Linked DNA regions of Zea mays: regions 1, 2 and 3 are each linked to region 4. Evidence: chromatin contacts called from public Hi-C data. All regions are on one chromosome and are shown on one strand. The core of a region is the stretch at or near the end of the contact, and the rest is flanking DNA. Distances in the headings are between cores, read along the strand shown.

Evidence for each region. A called contact is a pair of places that touch in the nucleus more often than the background predicts.
Region 1: a Hi-C map of tassel shows a contact between it and region 4, with 2.9 times the contacts expected there. The contact joins the enhancer-like site here to the promoter of LOC103653644 in region 4. A contact is called at or near these places in 2 of 25 Hi-C or Micro-C datasets (ear and tassel).
Region 2: a Hi-C map of ear shows a contact between it and region 4, with 2.3 times the contacts expected there. The contact joins the promoter of LOC100282207 here to the promoter of LOC103653644 in region 4. A contact is called at or near these places in 4 of 25 Hi-C or Micro-C datasets (bundle sheath, ear, leaf and 1 more).
Region 3: a contact with region 4 is called in a Hi-C map of leaf, with 2.5 times the contacts expected there. The contact joins the promoter of LOC100282695 here to the promoter of LOC103653644 in region 4. A contact is called at or near these places in 7 of 25 Hi-C or Micro-C datasets (bundle sheath, ear, endosperm and 3 more).

Annotation. Positions count from the first base shown.
Region 1 is chr4:125,039,432-125,042,383 of Zm-B73-REFERENCE-NAM-5.0, forward strand. No RefSeq gene overlaps it. Among protein-coding and RNA genes, the nearest start is that of LOC103653645, 98 kb to the left of the region's middle. Within about 2 kb of position 1,405, at least 5 of the 20 cell types and tissues checked have an H3K27ac peak or open chromatin away from gene starts, as enhancers often do. A contact at or near this core is called in tassel, where this site is marked.
Region 2 is chr4:125,205,953-125,208,694 of Zm-B73-REFERENCE-NAM-5.0, forward strand. LOC100282207 (2-hydroxy-3-oxopropionate reductase) reads left to right here and starts at 1,327. Exons shown (of 8, transcript NM_001155119.2): 1 at 1,327-1,666; 2 at 1,782-1,892; 3 at 2,019-2,120. The coding sequence starts at 1,562.
Region 3 is chr4:124,462,971-124,465,721 of Zm-B73-REFERENCE-NAM-5.0, forward strand. It overlaps LOC100282695 (nucleic acid binding protein), which reads left to right and starts at 1,501. Exons shown (of 9, transcript NM_001155602.1): 1 at 1,501-1,622; 2 at 1,778-2,218; 3 at 2,437-2,512; 4 at 2,652-2,727. The coding sequence starts at 1,825.
Region 4 is chr4:124,736,604-124,739,398 of Zm-B73-REFERENCE-NAM-5.0, forward strand. LOC103653644 (Calmodulin-binding protein 60 C) reads left to right here and starts at 1,287. Exons shown (of 9, transcript XM_008680484.4): 1 at 1,287-1,541; 2 at 1,634-1,837. The coding sequence starts at 1,713.

The DNA.
Region 1 (2,952 bases), core at 155-2,654, 300 kb after region 4:
CAAACTACCTCGGATGAAAAAAGTGTCAAAATAAAAGTTGTAGAACTTCAAAAGTTATTTATCTTTGTAGTTGACAACTTGTTTTTTTGAATTCGTTTAGGGTCTCAAATAAGCAATTTACACTCAAATGGTTGTAATATGTGGAGAAAACAACTACAAACTAGACCCAAGACATGTCATAGACGGAGTGGTAGGGGAGGGTACGCGCGAGGGTGAGGTCGCCGGTTCGAATACTAGCAACCGCGTAGCGCGCGAATTTTGCGCGAAAAATGCCGCGACTTGCGCCGGGCGGGTGGGGTGGGCCTAATAAAAATAAATTTTTTAACTATTTTTAAAATATGTTTTATGTTTCCTGGAAACGATTTGCACTGGCGGTTTTATTACGTCGACCGCCAGTGAAAATCGATTTTCACTGGCGGTTTTATTACGCCGACCGCCAGTAAAAATCGATTTTCACTGGCGGTCCTCAGTTACCCGCCTGTACAAATGATGATTTCTACTGGCCCCTAGCACTGGCGGTTACGAAAAACGACACTATAAATAGGTTTACAACCGCCACTATAGAACTTCTCTGTACTAGTGGCGGTCTAGCTCATGTGTATGATTTTGTGCGTACGTGTACCTTTTCAGAAAAAATAAAAATAAGTACGATTTTGTGTCGCTTCAGCTTTTGAATGTCCGGGGCCGTTAAGCTATCTCTAGTAAAAGCATCTATTTATCTTTTCATAAAAATTATATTTTACATGTAATATCTTATTTATCTAGTTTAGATAGTCAAGTGGCTAGCTAAATTTATCTAGTAAGGTAGTTAATTTAAAGAGTCGGATAGCTTGACGAGTTAAATAGCTAGTGTGTTAAATAGTTGTTTTACCGTTAAATAGCCAAAATTTGGTTTGACGAGTCATTTAGCTAGTTTATTGAAGATGCTCATGTCCATAAACGTGCAAAACACTCGTTGTATAATGTATTATTTATAGAATGGAGTTTGAAATAGAAATTCAGATAGATAATGTGATAGAGAGAGGCTGCTGGACATAGTTTAGATGGTGTTTTTATTTTATTATATTTTAGTCTCTAGATTGCTAAATATGTAAACTAAAATATTTCATATTTGATAATGTACAAACTAAAATGTAATAAAATATATAGACTAAAAATTAGTCCCTATAAACTAAACACTTCATTAAACTATCTCTAGCGGACAATAGTTTACCTATTTTCTTTCAAACTTTACTCTATAAACAATCACAAGACGATTACTCGATCAAGAAAGCATCTATCCGCGTCTGCCGATCTACGGGCTCGGCTTGTTTCGCGTTTGCCCAGTCGTGTCGTGTGCACGTGTGCTGGCGCGGTCGTTTCTCGTCTGACGCGTTTGGGAGAAATAAAATTTTCCACACGAGATGTCTTCATACATGAACTACGCGTTTGGTTCGGTTGCCAGCCTGCTTTGCCTTACCTTGCTGTGCAAGGCAAACCTTGCCAGGCTGGGCGAGCCTATTTTATCCCTAATCCCTCTATAGTATTTCTGGAGATAGTATTACCGTCAACACTAACCTCAAGCAATGCTACCTAGACACAAACAAATATTCCCTCTATTTCAAAATATAATTCGTTTTAATTAAAAATATATTCATAATTAACCTACAAATATAGTTTGTATGTATGTATATATTTATTATTGTTCTAATAAATGTATAATAAATGTAGACAACCCTCTAAGTTTAGCCTATGACTAGTCAACCCACTAAACTAACATTTGGTTTAATTACTCCCTCCGGCTATTTAAGTCGGTCCAGTTTACCAATTCAAAAGAGTTTCCTTTTTATGTATAAATTGTTTCTTAGTTTTAAATTTTGTGAGTGATAAAGGACATCGTGTTTTGTGTTAAAATGCATTATTAAATTTTTTTATCCTTATATTTTGTACAATATTGTATCGCTAGTGTTAATTTATTATTAAATTTTCTAAGCTATCAAATAATGGCAAAAGATAAAGACACACTTAATATGATTCAACAGACGTTGAATTGTCTGAATCAGAGTTGGTTGATCATAAACCCTCTTGATGATTTGATTTAGAATTTAGTGTTTGTAGGATCCTTGGATGTAGCTAAACATATTGATACTTAGGACCAGGGCGAACGTTCCCTTGCATAGTGTTTGTAGGATCCTTGGATGCATAGCTAAAAATATTTAGTGCCTAGGATGGCTTTGCAAGAAGAACTTGGCTTGATCTCTTAAGAAGTCAGAGAGGTGGTTGACCAGGTTGGAGGCGATGCTTCAATTAATATTGTTGTACATCCTGATTTAGGGGCTGTTTGGTAGCACGACTAAGCCGTCACGCCGCACCACAGTTTTACCGCAGCAGGTGTGGCGGCCGATTCGACCGCCGCGGCTTAGGCACGGCGTGGCGCGGGAGGCCACACACCAAACTAGCCTTTAGTTCGCTCGCCTAGTGAGGCTAGAGATGTGGGCAGCGAAGATGCTTTGAGGAAATTGTTTGTATGTGAAGGTACCACCATCGCTTCTGTAGACTTCGACAATGATGATGAGCCTAAAGAAGAGTTAGTTGGTTAAACGATTCTATTATTGATGTCAAAGTTGCTGCTCGTGTTTTTGGTTGACTCAAGGCAATACCACTAATTAGCTTTTTGCACATTTACTCTTCAGTTTTTGTTTATTGTATGTTTATTTTGCTATTTTTGTTAGGTGATATCTATTGGTTACTCATTTTCGATTATTGTAAACCAAAAACAAGACAACATACTATTAAACATTAAGGACTTTCGTCCTTCGAAGTATTATCTCTCTTGAAGATAATGATCCTTGAACGAAGGTGATAGCGATTATACAACTTCACTTTCAATCAACCCTTTTGAAGAATTGATTGTTTGCAAGTGAAGTCTTATAACATAATAAATATATTTATGTTAAAATGATGAGCAAACAA
Region 2 (2,742 bases), core at 77-2,576, 470 kb after region 4:
TCACTCAGCATGGGTCGCGACAAAAACCAGGCCAAAGCGTGTCAAACAGTTTTGGTTTAGTTTCAAACTTCACCAGGGTGTGTCTGAGGTATTTAGGTGCCACTTTGTCCATAGGACCATTTGCTTTTGAGTTTTGGAGCTAGGTGAACACGGTTGATCTTTGAAAATGGGATGAAAAAGACTTAGAGAAAATATTGATTTCCCCCTTTGGGTTCCTTAGTTGAGTATCCAATTTGGGGCTATTTTAGATTCATTTTGGGGAAACTTCCTTGCTATATTTAGTAGATATTTTGGTAATCTTCAACTTGTATAATTAGTCCAACTCATGATAATGTTATCCTCATTGTCTTTTTACCTGATTTATGCATTGTTTCATATGTCTCATGTGAATAGACTTAAGTTTTTTTAGAAACTTTTCTCTCTGTTATAGGCACCATAAGGTTAAGGTAGGCATCTTAGAATAATAAACACTTGCTAACCATTTGATTGCTAAGTTTTGGTTATCTTGGGCTTAACTAAACCACATGTGATAATAGGTCAAGGGTGTGGGTACAGAGTAGAAACCCTGAGTAACACCTGTGGTGTTACAACCCTCCCCCTAAAAAGAATCTCGTCCTGAGATTTGGGTGAGATTATAAGTGGTAAGGAGGTGGGTGACTCTACTGCCTAAACAGGGGTGGTGTACATTTTGAGACATTTTGCCAACCAGCTCTTCGGATGTCATCCTCTTTGCAACTTCAGAAGGAAGCCCTATTATCCTTATCTAGAGGTTCCAATTTTCTTTAAGTAGTGAGGTATGATGGCATCTTAAAAGCAGAAAGCAAGGGGTGTGATGGGGTATGGTTATGTACCAACACTTTTTAATAGGAATTCAGGGTAGTTTCTGCTTAGAAAATCCTCGATCTCCCCTGTAGCTTCTTCTTCGGTGTGGTTGCTCCATTGGACTTTATACATCTTAACTGCAAGCACTCGTACCAGCCTCACAAGTTATGGACCTGAGTAAGTGAACACCAATGGCCCAATCAATAGCCACTGATCCAACGAACCCGTGCCTGATCCAATATGTTCCCTTAGTCCACGTGCTCAGCGACATACTTAAACTATAGCCATTACATCGTGTATTTGACCGTACAAAATACTGTTTTACAGTGAAGACTATACTATTTATATGGTGGAATTTAAAATAGAGATGATAATAAAATAAATAACTGAAGGGCCACAACGACTGTCCGATGCACTGTAGACGGTGGCGATCTAGGCATCCTGCGCTTCTCTCGCTACGTAGACAAGACCACAAAAAAAAAAACACTACGAGTACCATACAGAAGAAAATCGAGGATTGGCTGGGACGGACACAGATAGAGGAGGGTTTGCCCCTGCACACCGCTGCGCTACTGGGAGGAGCACAAGTGTATCGCTGTGGCTGCGGCGCCCGGCAGTCCGCCACAAGCACACGCGCACACAGGGGCCAAGCGCCTACACCTACAGAGGAGAGACAAGGTCTGCCGTCCGCGCGTGCGCGGAAGAGGGGACGGAGGAAGAAGGCTGCCAGCAATCAGAGATGGAGGTGGGGTTCTTGGGTCTGGGCATCATGGGCAAGGCAATGGCGACCAACCTCCTCCGCCACGGCTTCCGCGTCACCGTCTGGAACAGGACCCTCGCCAAGGTATTGCATCGGAACCGCTGCGCCCGCGCCCTTATGTTCTGCTGAAATCCGAATCCGTCGCCTCCCGTCCGCACGCGTGCTCCCGAAATCACATCTCCATGACCTCTTCTCCTAGTGCCAAGAGCTCGCCGCGCTCGGCGCCACCGTCGGGGAGACGCCTGCCTCCGTCGTCTCCAAGTGCAGATACACCATCGCCATGCTCTCCGACCCCAGCGCCGCCCTATCAGTTAAGACACGGTTCATATTATTCAGCCGTGGTTCCTCTTTCTTATACAGGATATAGGAAATACGCGACGTTTCATTTTTTTTTCTAATCGATTTCCGGTCCGGCGGTCCCTGTTTTTCCACCTAGGTCGTCTTCGACAAGGATGGCGTGCTCGAGCAGATCGGTAGCGGGAAGGGCTATGTGGACATGTCCACTGTTGACGCTGCAACTTCGACCAAGATTAGCGAGGTATCTCCCTCAGCTGCTTCTGTTTTATCAGATTGCAAAGCCTCTTTTCCTACATTACATTCAGTTCTGGTATCTATTTGGTTTTTGGCTATTGTGCAGCTATAAGATGCCGCTTTCTTTGTTTTTGGCGTCAGTGGTAGATGACGAGGTAGTTTGATTGTCTGGATATCTAGATCGCCACTGAGCAATGGTTGCAGGGATAGACCTTGCATCATATCTTTCCATTTTATCAAGCTTGTCTAATGTATCGTATTCTACTAGTGTTAGCCGTTTTAGGATGAGCAACCTGTTGAAGATATGTCCAAGAGACAATCACAAATAATTCAGATTAGAGTCCAACTCGTATTGGGATTAAAGGTGTAATGGGCCACGACCAATTAATACGCTCTATAAATATATGGGAAGCGGCTAGGATTACATGATAGCTGTCCAATGAGCTTCACCATAAATGGACTTACGAAGTTTATATCTTGTACTGTGGTGTGGAAGGGGAGCCTCATCAGTTCGATTGCTGCAGATGGCTAGGCCGAACCACAGATGGCAAAGATCCTTGAATCGCTCACATGATGATGTGCCCTCATCTTGCTCTAGGGGGTCCTCCTTGCCAGTCGTAGGTGGAGAA
Region 3 (2,751 bases), core at 251-2,750, 270 kb before region 4:
AACCGCATGGACCTCAGGATCTCGCCAGAGCGGCAATGACAACCGCATGGATTCGGGTCCGGCGGCCGACTGCCGCTGGTCGTCTACTTCCACGACGGCGACTACGTCCTGTTCCGCGTGGCCTCTGCGCCGTTCCACAACACGTGCGCGGCGCTGGCCGCCGCCGCCCGGCGGTCGTGGCGTCCGTGGACTACCGCCTGGCGCCCGAGCACCGCCTCCCCGCGGCGTTCGAGGACGTCACCGACGCCGTGATTAGGGGAAGCGAGACGCGCGTGATGCGGGGCAGGGGGAGGCGACAGCTGCTGATCGGCGGGACAGGGGGTATGATTAGGGGAAGGAGGAGGCGGCAGCCGCGGATCGGCGGGACAAAGGGCGATAGGATAATAGGCCACCAAGTGGAACAATAAAACATCATTTTTCATAGAGAACTGGTTAACAACAAACCAAACCAATGGAATAGAGGGTGAGAAGAAGGGGACGATGTATTGTGTGCCATCGAATTCCAAAGCAAATAAGCGTATGTCTTGTCTATCTCACCAGAATCAGCTTACTTGTTCACGAGGATCTCAAGATTCGGGAGGCTCTTGGCAACGGGGTTGTTCTTCGTGGCATAATTGAATAGGGAAATCAACTTCTTACAGGAGCATTGCTCGACAGCAAGGAGGACTGCGACGAGAAGCGACTGGGTGACCTCCTCATCGTCGGCTATGGCGTCAGCGCCGCAGGGGAGGTGAAGATGTCATTGGCGTCCCCAACTTCCTCCCACATCGAGCTCAAGTTGTCCCTCAGCGCCATCTTGGATCTGGGGAATAGAAGGCTTTGGGGGAAGGGATCCACCGCGGTGGAGCGAGAGACATCGGATGGGATCTTGGGAGAAGAGGAAGCGAGAGAGAGGGTGGGGGGTCGAGTTAGGGTTTGAATGGAATATGGTGCTGTAGGTGGTGGCAGTGACCAGGAAATGGTCGAGCGGAGTAGAAGTCAGAGACGGAGCGTAGTGGCGTGGGTGTCGTGGATGTGGCGGCCAGCGCCAGTGGGAAGAAGAGGAGCTCGAGTTGGTGGGGATGGCCTTACCGTGGGCGGCGGTGGCGGCAGGCTGCTGCGGCGGGGCGGCTTCTTGCTCTGTGGCGGCGGGGGAGGTACCTCGCGTGTTGGCTGTCTAGCGCCATGGATAGAATGTGCGCGGTGGGGGAGGCGCAGTTTCTGGGGGAGCGCGGTGGGGAGGCGACTGAGAATGGCATACGCGCGGTGGCAGAACGTGACGTACGGGTGTAGACGCCTACAATGAAATTTTATAAAGTAGTAGAGATATATATTTTTGTGCCGGCTAAACTGGCCCTTAGAGCGAAGCCGCCACCTCTCTTTTCGTTCCAGCGAGACCCGTTCTGCCACGGTCTATAATCGCAAAAATCTCGACACAAGGCGAAACGGGATCGCCCGCCCAGTCCACGCACCAAATTTCCATTCCATCTTACCTGCTTGAGTACTACTCTCCCGTTCACCACGTTCACTCCGTATCTCTCGTGCCTTTTTCCTTTCCTGGTTGCGACGAGCCGACGACTGGGCGGACGCCGCTGCCGCCCTACGCCAGGTCTTCGTCGGCCCCTTCGACGAGCACACACAAGGTATGCCATCTCTTCTCCTCCCTTCCTTTCCCTTTCCTTCCTGCCGTGCGAAACCGAGCACCCAATGAACTCTCCGTGGTTTCGGACCCAAACCCTAACGTAAGCTATCTGTGTTTTGGGTTGACATAATTACGAGTATATACTGTTCGCTGCAGATTCAGTCGGGAATGTTGAATGCATAGTGTAATTTCTGCGCAAAAAGATGGCATCAGACGAGTTCATCAGCCTTGACGCACCTTGTGAGGCTGATGCGAAAGATGAAGGGGGAGACGTTCAGGTTAAAGCTCCTGATGTGAGTGGGATGGAGCCTCTGGTATCGGATCTCCAACCAGAAGGGAAAGCTGGTGCTGTGGGTAGTAATCCCAAGACATCTGCTGGGAACCTGGATCTTGAAGAGGGGCAAGTGGAAGATATGGACCTCGCGGATGATGACGTAGTGGTTGGAAAGGATCAGCTATTAGATGCTTCCATTCAGCCCGAGATCAGTGTTGCAGCTGTGCAGACTGTGATTGGTTTTGAGGTCAAGCTGGACAAGGGGGACGGGACTGAAAATGAAATAATTTATGAGTCAAACAGCATCTCTATTGAAGAAAGTCGTATCCTATTGAATGGAATATTATGTATTTCTTCTAATATACTTGTGCAACTGCAAGTGTCTATGTTTTCTGAAGATTCATTTGTTTCCATTGAATCCTTGGAACTGTACTTGCATAAGAAGTGCAGACTCTTGCTTATACTCCTGGGACCCTAAACATGTTATTGTGATCTGGGGGGAATTTATAGTTGTTGTTGTTCCTTGATGTGGCATTTTTAGCCTCAAGAGGAGTTAAAAGAGCCCGTGTGGAATCAAAGGAACCTTCTGTTCGTGTCATCTACAGTGACTTGACAAGGTTAATTACAAGATGCTTTCCATTCTCACTAATATATATGGTAGCACATGACATTTTGTCGTACCAACTTTCATGCTCCAGAAAATATTTGTAAATCATTTGGTTATCTTTTAATAGTATTGGTATCTTAATATCTCAGGGAAAGCAAACGAAAGCTTATGCAATTGATGCAACAATGGTCTGAGTGGCAGGCTAGAAGGATGCACCATTTGGAGGTACTGTTCCCTATAATTATGTAT
Region 4 (2,795 bases), core at 37-2,536:
ATGGTTGATCAGTCATTGCGCTGTTTGAAATTCCATCGGATAGGTACGATGCAACTCCTCAAGCACCTGATCATGTCAGAGTTAATGCATTCTAAGTGTAACAAGCAAGTTAATGCAAATGCTTATGATGACATGTCAGAGTTTTAGTTCACGTAACACCAGGGGTGTTACACCCGCCGTCGCTTGCCCTCTGGATCGAGGAGCCATCGCCACCATGCCACCGACCTGGGAACCGCCGCCACTACTCCGGATCGAGGAACCTACGCCACCGCGTGTCCGGGTTGGGGAGTCGTGACCACCACAGTCACCGGCCGAGGGTCCGCCGCCGCGCGCGCTCTTGGGCAACCGCCGACGTCGCACGCGCCTGGGTGGGTGTCGTCGCTAATGGATCGGGATGGGGCGTGAAAAACTGAATCCTAGCCCTCTGGGTCTTCTTTTATAGACGCCTGGACCTGGTTCGGCTCGACCGGATTGCACCGTCTGACCTAGGCTTCCTCTAGTTATTGGAAGCACAAAGCTCGTAATATATATATATATATATATATATATGTATATATATATATCCATTGCGAGTACGCGAGTTAACGTATACAATATTTTCATACCCGCGAGAAAACCCATTAGATTGAGAATCAAAGCCGCATCTGTACCCGCGGGTACAAATCACACACAAACCCACACCATTTATGGTTTTTATCCGTGGGCACGTGGGTTTTATAGGGGTTTATTGTGAGTTGATCCATCACCAACTAATTTCTCATAGTTAGTTAGTTGGTACTAACACGAGGAATAAGACCATTCGACCAAATTTGAGGAATAAACTCACAATACATCTCATCTTGGATGCAGTGATTTCTCAAACCAAACAACCCTTTATTATATGTTCAATTCTACCAAATCTATATATATCAGAGGGTTTTAATCCCTAATAAGTCAAAATCTCTCTCAATTAATATCAATCTTCTTTAGTCCATATAAATTGAATAGAACCGAATAATTAATGTACCCATTGCCATCCGTATTCTGATTGGCCATCTTTGCGCGGAGCCGCTTCATGCACCCCACCATGTCACCACCTTGTCAACCCCCACTATTCCATCCACAAACTGACACGTGGGCCCGATGTTTCTAGGGCCTGCGTGTCATTTTCTGTCAGGCCCCGGACCTCCGATATCGTGGGCCTGGAAAGTCGGTGAGCGAGAGCCGTGCCGGAGTGGCTCACGGCCAGGTAGGCGAAGGGCGGCAAGTAAACAAACACATTTGAGCGGTAAAGAAAGGCGGAGGCTCGCGAGAGCGAGCATAGGCCACAGGCACAGCGCCCCCCCCCCCCCCCCCCCCCCCCCCCCCCCAGCGAGCATAGGCCACAGGCACAGCCCCCCCCCCCCCCCCCCCCCCCCCCCCCCCCCCCCCCCCCCGAAGAACGGCGCTCGCCTCCTGCTCCGCCGCACTCCCCAGAGGTCCAGAGCACAGATCTCTCTCCGCAGTTCGGCCTCGCGATTCCGCGGGAGACTGTTCTACTTCTCGCCGGCGACGCCGATTCGGTACCGCGCCGCTTCTCTTCGTTTCGGCTTGCGTTCCTGCATTCATGGTGATTATTCGGGTTTTTTTTTACCTGGGTTTGTAATGGGCGCAGATCTGACGGGCACACATCAGAAGGCTGGAGGAGGGCACTGGGAGCCGAGGGGGAGGCTAAGGGTCAGGATTCGGGCGCGATGCCGCGCCCGGGACGACTTCAGCGGTCGGGGTCCAAGCGCGGGCTGGACCCCACCGGTGGTGGCGGCGGCGGCGACAACGACGACCATGCGCCCAAGCGCCCGCGCATCCCTGCCCTCGCTAGGTGCGCGTGTGTTAATGCTTTGATTCTGCTACCTAGAGTTTTGTCATTTGCTAAGGTTTAGATTCCATGCCTAGGTTGTTGCCGGTTTGAGACTGCAAGACATTTGAAACCTTTGCTTTGGTTTGATTCAGATGACTGGCTGAAGTAGTGAACTAGTAATTGCTATGCTAGTGCTGCTGTTGCTGTTTTGCTTAGTATCAGTAGTTTGTACAAATGAGTGCAGAAACAGGAAGTTTGCCTATGAGTCATTTTGTCGATTTGAGTAGCTCTCGGACTGAGAGCTCCAGCTTGAGTTTGGTTTGGTGAGGATAACACATGTGGAAACTACCTTTTATTCTGAGATGAGACACGAATTGCTAGAAAAAGGAAGTGTCTTAATTGGACAGACCCAGTGTTGACGGCTCCCATATGAGTGAGGTTTGGGTACGGAATAACTGAGGCAGCCTTATCCATGCATTTTGGCAGAGAAGCTGCATGGAACCAGGATCTTTGATTCGGTGGGAAGGCTTCTCACTACTGAGCCAGGCCTGTCCTTATGTGTTAAGTAGATAAGTATGAACCTAAAATGCACTCTGGTCCATGCGAAAGGATTTTTTTTGGGGGGGGGGGGGGGGGGGAGTTCTGGGTGTTTGCTCTTTTGGCTGTTGGGTGCTCTCCAGCTCAGTCAGAGCACCAACTTACTGAGACCAAAGATGGTAAAGGCATTATGTAGTTTGTTTAGTTGAGTTATAGATTGTCAATCCGTGCCAAAACCATGACCTAGGTTATCACTCCACTCTTATTATTATTATCATCATACTACTTTTTTACTGTTACTAATACCTCCTTTTCTTAATTCTTCTTTTACCCTGTTATTTCTTTCTTTCTTTGTTTATTTTGGTGCCTGGTGATGGGTTTCATCTCTAGCATGCCCCAGCTTTCTTGGGAATAAAGAGGTCTCAGTGCTTAGTGTAGGAAC